Linked DNA regions of Danio rerio: region 2 is linked to region 1. The links are chromatin contacts, called in public HiCAR-type maps. All regions are on one chromosome and are shown on one strand. The core of a region is the stretch at or near the end of the contact, and the rest is flanking DNA. Distances in the headings are between cores, read along the strand shown. Region 1 holds the start of ociad1 (OCIA domain containing 1). Region 2 overlaps fryl (furry homolog, like).

What was found. HiCAR-type assays count read pairs that join an accessible place to other places.
Region 2: a contact with region 1 is called in a HiCAR-type map of caudal fin, with 4 times the contacts expected there. The contact joins the enhancer-like site here to the promoter of ociad1 in region 1. A contact is called at or near these places in 10 of 18 Hi-C or Micro-C datasets (caudal fin, embryo, gastrula embryo and 3 more) and 4 of 4 datasets of contacts at active chromatin or transcription factors (caudal fin, embryo, gastrula embryo and 1 more).

The regions. Positions count from the first base shown.
Region 1 is chr20:25,850,919-25,856,482 of GRCz12tu, reverse strand. ociad1 (OCIA domain containing 1) reads left to right here and starts at 2,118. Exons shown (of 8, transcript NM_200302.2): 1 at 2,118-2,269; 2 at 2,416-2,500; 3 at 2,614-2,667; 4 at 4,967-5,014; 5 at 5,115-5,247. The coding sequence starts at 2,210. It also overlaps a transcript of fryl not described here.
Region 2 is chr20:25,958,670-25,964,233 of GRCz12tu, reverse strand. It overlaps fryl (furry homolog, like), which reads right to left. Exons shown (of 60, transcript NM_001159667.1): 12 at 2,207-2,310; 13 at 1,951-2,059; 14 at 1,720-1,806; 15 at 243-414. Among named protein-coding and RNA genes, the nearest start is that of fryl, 44 kb to the right of the region's middle. Within about 2 kb of position 2,798, at least 2 of the 62 cell types and tissues checked have an H3K27ac peak or open chromatin away from gene starts, as enhancers often do. A contact at or near this core is called in caudal fin, where this site is marked.

The sequences.
Region 1 (5,564 bases), core at 869-3,368:
CAATCCCATGCAGCAGTCTTCCCCCCTGAACACCACTACTGTTCACAAGAGAAACACTACTGTCTTGACACTCAAAGCGGTAAGCAGGAAGAGTTTACACTTCAAGATCAGGAGTGTGAACTCTTCTCTGCTCCCTGCTGAATAGGCAGCCCTCTCTCACCAAATGCTGAGACTCTCGAGTTGTTAACATAATTTATGACTCATGCACATGTTTGCATAGGACACCAATTAACATCAGTGAGCCTTTCATCTGACAGATTTTATTAGATGGACAAGATAAGTTTGTCTAAAATGAAACAAAGCCATGTCTGCAGATTAATAACTCAACACTAACGGCTGCTCTGGTTTTACTGCATTTGTTTACATTATCTCTTAAGGAAATAAAAGAGAAAGTAAACTAACAGATTGATAATCTGGTGGTTTCAAACAAGAGGAGAGTTGTTAATGAACACGACTTGGTGGCTTTAAAACCCAGCCTAGTTACATCCTGTAACTAAAACCGCAGATCTTTACTATATAACTTATTCCTCCACTAAACATGTAACTATAACTCTATTCTAAAGAGTTTTCATAACGTCACATGCTTGCAAAAACACGGCTTCTCTCTATTTTCTGACAGGTTAAATGCAGTTTTGGCTCGCAAAAACTTACACTATGGTTTGTGCATTTAAACTATTGTTTCGTGTGGCCTATTTAACTCACGAATGGCACTAATGGTGTCTAGAAAGGCTGTCTAAGTAGACTGCTAACTATGTTTCGTGACACAACCACTGACTGTACTCATCTTCGCTTCAAATGCAGGTCAACATAACATAACTTGTCTACCAACTGATAATATCCTGCGAGGGGAAGTGCATGTGATACGACAACCGATGAGAGTTAAACAATAAGTTTACTCTCCCTGCCCAACGTTAGACGTCGGATATTTGAGGTTAGTCAAACAGAATTCGGCCTTTCTTACCTTTTTTAGAGCAGCTGCGCTTTTCCTCGTCAGTTAGCCTGCTCACGCTAGCGCTGAAAACCCGATGTCTCTTCTCTCCAAAAGATGGCGAGACCAACTCCAGCTTTACAAAAACAACATTTTACATCCGTTGACCTCTAGTGTTCGATCTTGAAGCTGATCTTCTCGGTCTTTTTTCGCAAAACACCTAAAAACTCGACGAATGACAACGTGCCCACCTCCCTGTCCATCAGATTGGAGCAGCGCTGGCTAACGGCTTTGACAATCCGCTGTTCTGATAGGGGAGTTGCTGTGTCAAGATTGCGGATCCAAGCCCCGCCCCTCGCATTCACACGCTTAACAAACGGACCGTTGTATTGGCGGATTGGGACGTCAATCAACGCACACTACTGCTGGATAGGTTGAAGGACAAGACTCCCTCGGTTTGTCATACGCGTTCGTAAGCAGCATAGACCTGATAAAATCAATCTTTTTTTAGTTCAGACCCGTTTACTGTTCGTTGTTTATGAGATTAGTTATTCTCTGTAAAGTCGGTCGATAGAAGTAATTAAATGCTATTGACATACAAATGAAAGCGATTAATAACGTACTTATACTGACACTTTAGTGTCAGTTATGATTCTATTAAGTTAAATGTAGTTTCTCTGTTCAGACTAAAGTATTTATATTGTCTAAGATGAGCATAACCATTATTTATTGCTGTAAATGGGTTATTAGTTTTAGTCTTACACATTTTCACGTGTTTGGACGCTTTTTGCCCCTTAAATAAATAAACATGAAATCACATAAAATGTTATGAATATTGTTATTTTAAAATCGCACGTTATTATTAGATGTGTATTACAAATGTTATTACAAGTCTACGTGTCGTATGAAAACAGTTCACATACAAATTTACTTATACATGTAAAGAAACTAAAAATGTATATTTAAATAATTTATTAAATTAAGAATCCGGGGAATTAAAATTAGTTTTTAATCGAAGTCGAATTTACAGTAAAGCATTCCTCATTACATAACTGTTTATACAGTAAACAAAAGCTCACAAGGCAAAACAATAAATCGAAAGAGACTTTTAATCTGTACTTCCGGCCTAACGCCTGCACTTCCGGGTTGGTCTGTTTTCCTAATAAGAGTCGACTGGAGGTCATGTCATAAAATGTGTCGTTGAACTTGTTGACTGGTAATCCGCGTAATCCCATGGCTACTGCAAAAACGTTGTTTTTGTAATTGCATCTAGGATTGGTCATGTCGCAAGCATCGTCTGGATTCACTCCGGCTGCCCAAGTCCAGCATGGGTCCAGTAAGGTAACGTTAGGCAGTAAATTCACCTGGCAGTGTTTGTAAACTAGAACTAAACTGCTCTGTCTCACGCAGAAGTACTCCAAAAAGCAGAGTGTGTCACTTAATCATCAATAGGTGTTCTTTAATTACTCATAATTTTGCCTCCTCAGGGTGCTTTTAATTCTGCTTATATTCCCACTGAAGAAGAGAAGCGTGTCTTCAGGGAGTGCAACTCAGAAAGCTTCTGGTACAGATGTGAGTAATGCTATCCAGTCATTAAATGTTGATTTTCTGCATTACGTTTTAGCCTTTGCTAGATACAGATGAGCGTTTCTGATTATGTGTTTGTGCTTTCTCATTGTCTTCAGCTTTACCATTTTCTGCAATAGCAGTCGGAATCACTCAGGTACTGGTAGCAAAAGGTATGTTCAAGTCCTATATTTCAGGTTTTTACGTCTGTTTCTCGTTCCTATTGTCATGGAAAACCTGGAATTATCAGTGAAGATTTAAAACAAAGGAAAACCTTGGAAGTTTCCATATAGAGAATATGATTATATAAATATAAATTTGTTAATTTTCTTGTCGGCTTAGTCCCTTTATTAATCTGTGGTCGCCATAGCTGAATGAATGGCCAACTTATCCAGCACATGTTTTTTGCAGTGGATAGATACCGTCCAGCTGCAACCCATCACTAGGAAACATCTATACACTCTCATTCACACACATGCACTACACACAGTTTAGCTTATCCAATTTACCTATACCACATGTCTTTGGACTGGGGGAAACTGGAGCATCTGGAGGAAACCCACACAAACACACACAAACATGCAAAATCCACACAGAAATGCCAGCTGACCCAGCGACCTTCTTGCTGTGAGGCGACAGTGATATCCACTGTGCCATAGTGCAGCCGCCTATATAGAGAATATTGTATTTCTAAAAATTCTGAGATATGCTTCTTTTTTTTTTTCTTTCTTTTTTTTTTTTAATGCGCTTAAAGTGTTCGAAAATGTATATTGTTAGATATACCTTTTGGAAAGTATATTTAGTCTCTCTTAAAATAATAATAAAGTAAAAAAAACATTTCACCCTGTTATTAATAATTACTATAAAGGTTATTGTTAATTCAGGGAAATTTAAGGGGTAGTTCACCCCAAACTGGAAAATTGTCATTGTTTATTCTCTGGGGTTCTCTGGCTAAACTATCACAGTACCAGTTATTATTAGTTTATTAGTTTATTTATTTATATAGCACATTTTTACAACACAACGTTGCCCAAAGTGCTGCACACAATCAATACTAAAAATAAAATCTACATCACATACATAGCAATTAAAACATAAGGCAAACCCCTCAACATTAAAAAGGGTAAAATACTAAAGAACAAAGTATGCATCGTTTGGTAAAAGAACAATACAAAATTTCCAATCCTATTATTATTATTAAGTAGGAAATTGTTTATTTATTTATTGTAAACGTCTACTTTTACAATGATGCATTCAAAAAACTGCAGAAATGTTCTAACCAACAGGCCAATGTCATATACTGTACAGATACATTTCCTAATAAATAACCTTCTATAAATTAAAGCATTAACGTATGCTATATATTTTTTTCACAAGCTTTAGAGACGTAACATAAATTCCACTTTTAAATAATAACTCACCTTTAGCTTTCTCACCTTTTTTTCGATGAGCCACAGCTGCGTTGGCATAAATGTTTTCAAAGTGCACTGCGAAGGGAACGTAATTGTCAATATGATGATCGCTAAATCTGAACTGTTAAAATAGTTTAAAAGCAAATTGCAGCTAAGAGTGATGCCTTTTAATGTTTTTTTAAATCATTCTAAGTTTAAATGTTAGAATGTTCTAAATGAATAGGGGATAGGATAGGTTAACTGGGAATCACACATAGGCAGGAACTATGCTTCTAACTACAGCTCGAGATGTGTAGTTGGAAAAGTGCAAGTTTGCGAATGTTTGTTGGAACTCTGGATTTGGAACACACCAAATCAAGGAACTATGGTTGTAACGACGGAACTTGCGACCTTAGTTGGCTAAGGATGGTTTTCAGAAATGCAACCCATGGACAGTCCACTTTTGTATAAACTTTATCGTTTTGCTTAACAGAAAGAAAGAATGTAAGCACCAAACAAATCTAGGGATCACTCACTCGAGGGTCCTGTGATCTCAATGAGAAATCCAAAAAATGTATACAGGACTGGAAAAATCAGGGCATGTTTAACCAATGACAGGATTTATTTTTTGAGCGACAATGATTATTATTAGGTAATTAAATGCAGTATGTATATATTTAATACGGTTTCCAATAAAAATAAAAGCAGTAAGATCAACCAATTATGCATACGCATTTCAATCATTTTAAAAACAAATGAAACCTTTTTTTAGGTTATTTTTCTGTCACTTTGTTAAAAGATCATTACTTGGTGCATTAAGAGACTGAAATTCTTATTAATTGAGCGATTCAGAAACATGATCCCTGCTTTATTTTATTTATTTAGAATTTATAATTTAGGCTTTTCACATATAAACGTTGATTAAAGCACATACACTGAGTGCATTAAATATGACAAACAGCAGCTCAAATGCTGTTTACTTGTGTTCATCATCTTATCAAAAGTTACATTTTTGGACAAACTAACCCTTTATTTAAAACAAAAGTAAAGAAATTCTCTTATTGTTATTATTTTTCCATAGGAATGCTTTCTCCATCTCCACGATTTGGTGCGCTTCCTAAAATTGCCTGTGAGTATAAAGAACATCAGACAGCACAAAATTATATAGAAAGCAATATAAAAAAAGATTGTACGGAAATTGCCATTTTCAATAAAGGATTGTTGTGCAGTTGCTGGCATATTTGGATACATCGGTGGAAAAATGTCTTACGTGAGGGTCTGTCAAGAAAAGTTTATGAAACTGGAGAACTCTCCACTGGGAGAGGCATTACGACAGGGACGTCTGCGTCACGTGTCTTCTGAGTAAGTTTGTGTTTTCGAATACATGCTCGATTCGTTCATTCTAGTCTTTATTTATTTATTTTTTGTTAATTGTTTTGCTTTTTAAAATGTTTTAATGGCTATATTACATTTTCATATTTATTATATAACTTTAAACAATTTATAAAAAGATTCAGCACTTGCTGCAGAAAACGCCACCAAAACATGACACTTCCACATTTCACTGAAGTCTACACACGTTTTCCCTCAAATTAAGATTTGAGGTAAATTAGGGTAATTAATGCCAATGCATTTTATTCAAACTCTTATTGGTACCATTTAACACTGAATAAAGCACA
Region 2 (5,564 bases), core at 1,549-4,048, 110 kb before region 1:
TTAGTTCACACAAAATCTAGTAGAAGAATGGAAAAAGATAAAATAGGTCACATACAGAAGCATTTCCTCAACCTCTAAACAATGAGGCAAGATAAATACAGAACTCATGACAGGCGCTCAATGCGTTTTAATTTATTTTTTATTTTTTTCTCTCTAAAAACTTTATTTGAAGATAGCTAAAACAAACAAAAAACAACATGGGGCTAATAATTTTGCTGTGTTGTAACAGCAAGGTTCCATACCGATGACCTTGGCTTCCTCGTCAGTCAGGGTGGTGTTGAGGAAGATCTTTTTGACCCGCAGTGTGTTGCCTGAGGGCAAGATGACGCCTGTAGTGGGCATAGGTGGTTCGCCATCTTTCTGTTGCAGGCTGTCAGCTATCACCAGAAAGGCCCGCAGACCAATATTCATCCTCTGAGAGAGAAAGACAGAGAGAGTGATAATTAGCTGTGATGTTCATCTTTTTATGAATAACAATCATTCTATAACAGTTAATGTAATCATACAAAACAAATCTCACAATATATATATATTTTTTTCTTTATGAATTTATTTCTAATGAAAACACATGAAATGTTTAACAGCCATATTAAAGTGTTACTAAAGTAACACTAAGTAACAATGAATAGTACAATAGAACTATTATGCTGTGTTCACACCAGACGAGGCATGCGCGAATAAATCGCGCTATTCATGTGTTAATAGACGCGTCAACATTTTGAGTTGACTTGATTTATTCACGTGTGCCTTTATCTTCAAATTCGATTTCCATTCACATGTCAAATTCGCTTTATTCGCACGTCAAATTCAATTTGCTTCATTTGTGCATCAAATTCGCTTCATTCACGCGTAAAATTCAATTGGCTTCATTTGAGTGTCAAACTCGCTTTATTTGTGAGTAAAAAGAAATTTGCTTTATTCACGTGTAAAATTAAATTTGCGCGTAAAATTCAATTAGCTTCATTCAAGCATCAAATTTGATTAATTCGCGCATCAAATTCGCTTCATTTGTGCGTCAAATTCACTTCACAAAAGACACAGATTTGCGTCATGGGCAGGGCTTCATTTGTGCGTCAAATTCACTTCACAAAAGACACAGATTTGCGTCATGGGCAGGGCTTCATTTGTGCGTCAAATTCACTTCACAAAAGACACAGATTTGCGTCATGGGCAGGGCTTCTGTCTGCCCGCCGACTCTAGCTTCGTTTCTCATTCGAGTGTCAAATTCGCTTCATTCGTGCAGCAAGTTTGCTTCAAATTCGATTTCGATTTATGCGTCAAATTTGTTTTAACCACGAATCAAATTCGCTTTGATTCCTCCAGTGCATCAAATTTACTTTATTCGCACGTCAAATTCGCTTAATTCGTGTATGAAATTCGCTTCATTCATGTAATAAATTTAATTAATTCACGCATCAAATTCACTTTACAATAAAAACGGATATGAGTCATGGGCAGGGTTTCGTGCCGCAGGATGTCTATTCAAGTCTTTGCATTGACTTAACATGTAAATTACTCGCGTTTGACGCTTCAGCCACATCGGATGTGAACGACATTAGAATGGAACTATTTTAAACAGCCATGAATTGTTTTAAAAAAAAAAGGTATAGTTTAAAAAGTTATACTTATTTGGTAAATTTCTACAATTTTATAATAACATTTAATAATGATTTTGTAAAATCCTAATAAAAAAATTGCATAGTGTATGTCTTTACACACCTCTGGATTTATGGTGAAGGTCTTGTGAGACTTGCCCACACACAGCAGGTCATAGATGATCTCTTTCATGGCAAAGTCAAGCCTTTCCTTTATAAAGGAAATAAAACACCACAAAATGTCACTTATAAAATCCCAAAACAAAGTCGATACACACAAAGGAAGGAAAAGGCACATCGAAACATAATAAAGGGCTGAAACTGAACCTATAATATATTCTGAATGGACTTTTACCTGAGCGATAAACTGAATGATCTTAACAAAGATGTTAAGAGGTGTGTCCCTGGGCACCACACTGCGAGAGCCCTTCGGGAAAAGTGCTGTTACAATACTGAGGAGCCGACTGTAAAGGAAAAAAAGAGATAATATGAAATATTACCTGCATACAAACAAGAGCTGTCTCTCTCAAATAATGGCATGTTCGTAGTTAAGTGTTTTCCTCTATTCTTAGTGTATGAGCATTTAGGTTTTCTGTAGGGTTGCGTCTTACCTCTGTGTAGTTGTGTTACTCTCACACTTGATCCTGATGATGTAAACCCAAAGCAGCCTGTACAGAGACTCCAGTGCTACACGAGACATTTTGGGGTCTTTGTTCTAGAAAAAGTGAAGAAATAAAACTCTAAGACAACAAGAAGTCATGACATGAGCTATAGACTCAAAACCAGTGACGTCAAGTAGCCCTAGTGATGTAGCCAGCAAAAACTCTATCCCAAACAAGCAATAACAAATGAACCCTTTGCCACCTTCATTCATAAACAGCTGCTGCTTCATCATGACTGGAGATCAATAGTTCTTGCTGCTTACGATGAGTTAATGAGGAATATGACGCAACGGACTCCATTTATAGGCCAATAAGTGCCGTAATTTCTGCTTTAACTGCATTGATGCACAGAGAGATGACTCATAAATCGGCTGTTCAGCAGAAGCAATGGATGATGAAAGAGGGATTCATAAAAACTCTGCTAATGAATCTGCGATTAACACATCATGGCGCGTCCAAATCGAGTCACTGACTAAGCAATTGTCTCTCTCACACACGCACAGCTAATCAGACTGCAGAAGAGAATAAGCAGGGTGTAATGATCTACACTGACTACAGGGGGCGATATAAGTGCATGTTTTGCAGCAGCATAAGGACAGTGTCACTATAATTGAGGATCTCTAGTGTTTTTTAGCAAGAGATGCCAAGTCTGTATGCAATTATCTGGATTTTTTCCTCCTCTCTCGCCTAATGGGGAACATTTAAAATATTTATCTAGGTAAATTAAATGTTAAACAAACCACTGCAAATGCACTCCAAATGCAAACTCCTCCAACCTCTACAACAGTATCAAGGCCATAAAAAAGTAAATATTTGATGATTTTCCTAATTATTTCAATAAGCACAATCCAATTCGATTGCCGTTTTGCCCTAATATTAAAGTTTAGGTTACAATATTAACCTTGGCATAAAATAAATACGTATGTTTTCATTTTGCTTTGAATGCCAGTGAGTGCGTTTTGTCCAAAACTGATGCCGACTCTGATAAAACAAGCCTAAGACAGTGATCACTGATATGATAAAGTCCACATCTCCATAAATTACTAAACGTTTCCTCTATGGACAGGACAAAAGAGCCAGCAGTCTCAGGAAACCCATGTGGAATACAGGTCAGTCACATGACCTCTCAGGGGCGGGACTGTAACCATGGAACCATGGAAACTCACCTGCAGGGTCTCAATCTGCTTACGGATGCTGTTGTTTGACGGCATCTGGAGCCAATAAACGTGCAGGGGGGGAACAAAAAAGATGACAAAGGATAGGGGGTGATGGTGGGGAAGACATGCAGGTTAGATAAAGAACAAGAGACAAACTTAAGAACAAAACAAAAAGCTTTGTGCTACAACAACAGCAAAAACAAAACATGCAAAACAAGGTGCAGGGTTGCTTGGGATGTAATACTTCAGTGTCAGATTCTCTACAGAATCAGCACAAGTATTTCAAAGTGTATCTATTCTTTAACTATGGAATGAAAATAATATAATATATAATAATAATATTTGATTAAAAATTTTATTTTATATATTATTAAAGTTTTTTAGCTGTTTATATTATTAAATGGGTGATGTGCTGATGAAGATGTTTCAGATGGGTGAGAAGACAAAAAGCAGGATTAAAATAATAAACCATCAAACAATAATAAACAAAAACACATCAAAATAAAACAAATAGTAAAAAAGAAAGATATAATAATAAAGATTTTAAAGAGTCCCTATTATGTGTTAATGTGTTATTATTTGAAAATTACCTTCCATGCAGTGTGTAACAAAGCTCTAATAGAAGAAGTGAAATATCCAGCTAAGGCTTAAATCTGAAAGTGCGCCGTGTTAAAAACTATTGATTCATCTATAAAAGAGTTGACTCATAGGGGTTCAAATGAATCGCTGCTGTAACGAGTCTTTAGCCATGTCGTCGTGACGTCGATACAGAACTCAAGCCCCACCCATTTGTTGTACGCGCAGACCCAGGAAAATTTAAACCCCCGGCTAGGGTTGTAACAATATACCGGTATGACGGTTTCCCACGATTTGAACGTGCACGATTATCATACCATGAACAATTGCATATCAACGGTTTTAACCCTTAAAGACCGAGACAGCCGCCCGCGGCTAAAAATAAGTATTGCTCTTAAATGTTTAATAACTTTTGATCCGCTGATCCGATTCATACAATTCAAAGATTGGCATAAAGAAGAGAATCTCAGCTTTCAAGTGCTGTATCACATAACATTCGCGGACTTTCAGAGGCTCCGGCATCAGTGCGGTTACGTCATCAACATTTGACAACGCTGATTTGACAAAGAAACGCTCGTCACTGTGTCTCCGGACAAATCAGACATGATACATTGATGCATTGTCCCTCCTCCATGCCCAGATTGGTTCAAACTCGCTATATCACAACCAATAAGCATAGGTTTCGCTTTTGTTTGTGGACCAAGCTTTTTGAACAACACGGAATGAGAGATAGGAATACATTTATGCGCGGCTGAATAAAACGCAAAAAAAAAAGTTTTGCATGAAATAATTCTCATACTAAGTACTTTTGCATGCACAGCAGCACAGAAACATGACAAAACAGTGACACAGCAAAGACGAACTGCTGCTCTTGCTGTTTTCAAAAGACGCAAATGAAGATGCAGCTGTTTGTCTGCATTGCAGACAACCATATCCATATCCATATCCACAGACAACCATATCCATGCTGGCACATAAAACCTAAGGATGTTCCATATTGAATCTAGTTTCGTTATGTAACTATTTATAGTATAGTAACTATTTATATCTATTTTTTACTGAGGATTTGCACCATGTTTATTTGGACTTTATTTGGACTTTGACACATTATTTATTATTTTCTTATTTTTATTTGTTCATTGTAAGTGGTGTTGTTTATAGTAACTAAAAATATATTATTTGGAAAAAGTCAAATTTGCTTCACTGTTCTATTATTTTGTAACATTTGTAACATACCGTATACCGCGAAACCGATGATTATCATACCGTGAAAAATTCATACCGTTACAACCCTACCCCCGGCCCTGTCCACGAACACTGTAGAAAGAAAAAGGAAGAAATAACAAAACGGGAGGGTGGCGGGAGATGGATCAGAAATACGGAAGACTTCTGGGAAAAATTGTTTGGCAGGAAAAATCACACATACACTCTGCCTTCTTCAAAATGATTGATCAGCCATGGTGAGCATTTCTATCTGTCTCATGCTTAATGCAGTTGACCAATCACAACACACTGGATCATGTGACCAATCAGCGCAGATTAGCATTACACTAAGGAGGGGTTTGGGAACAAAT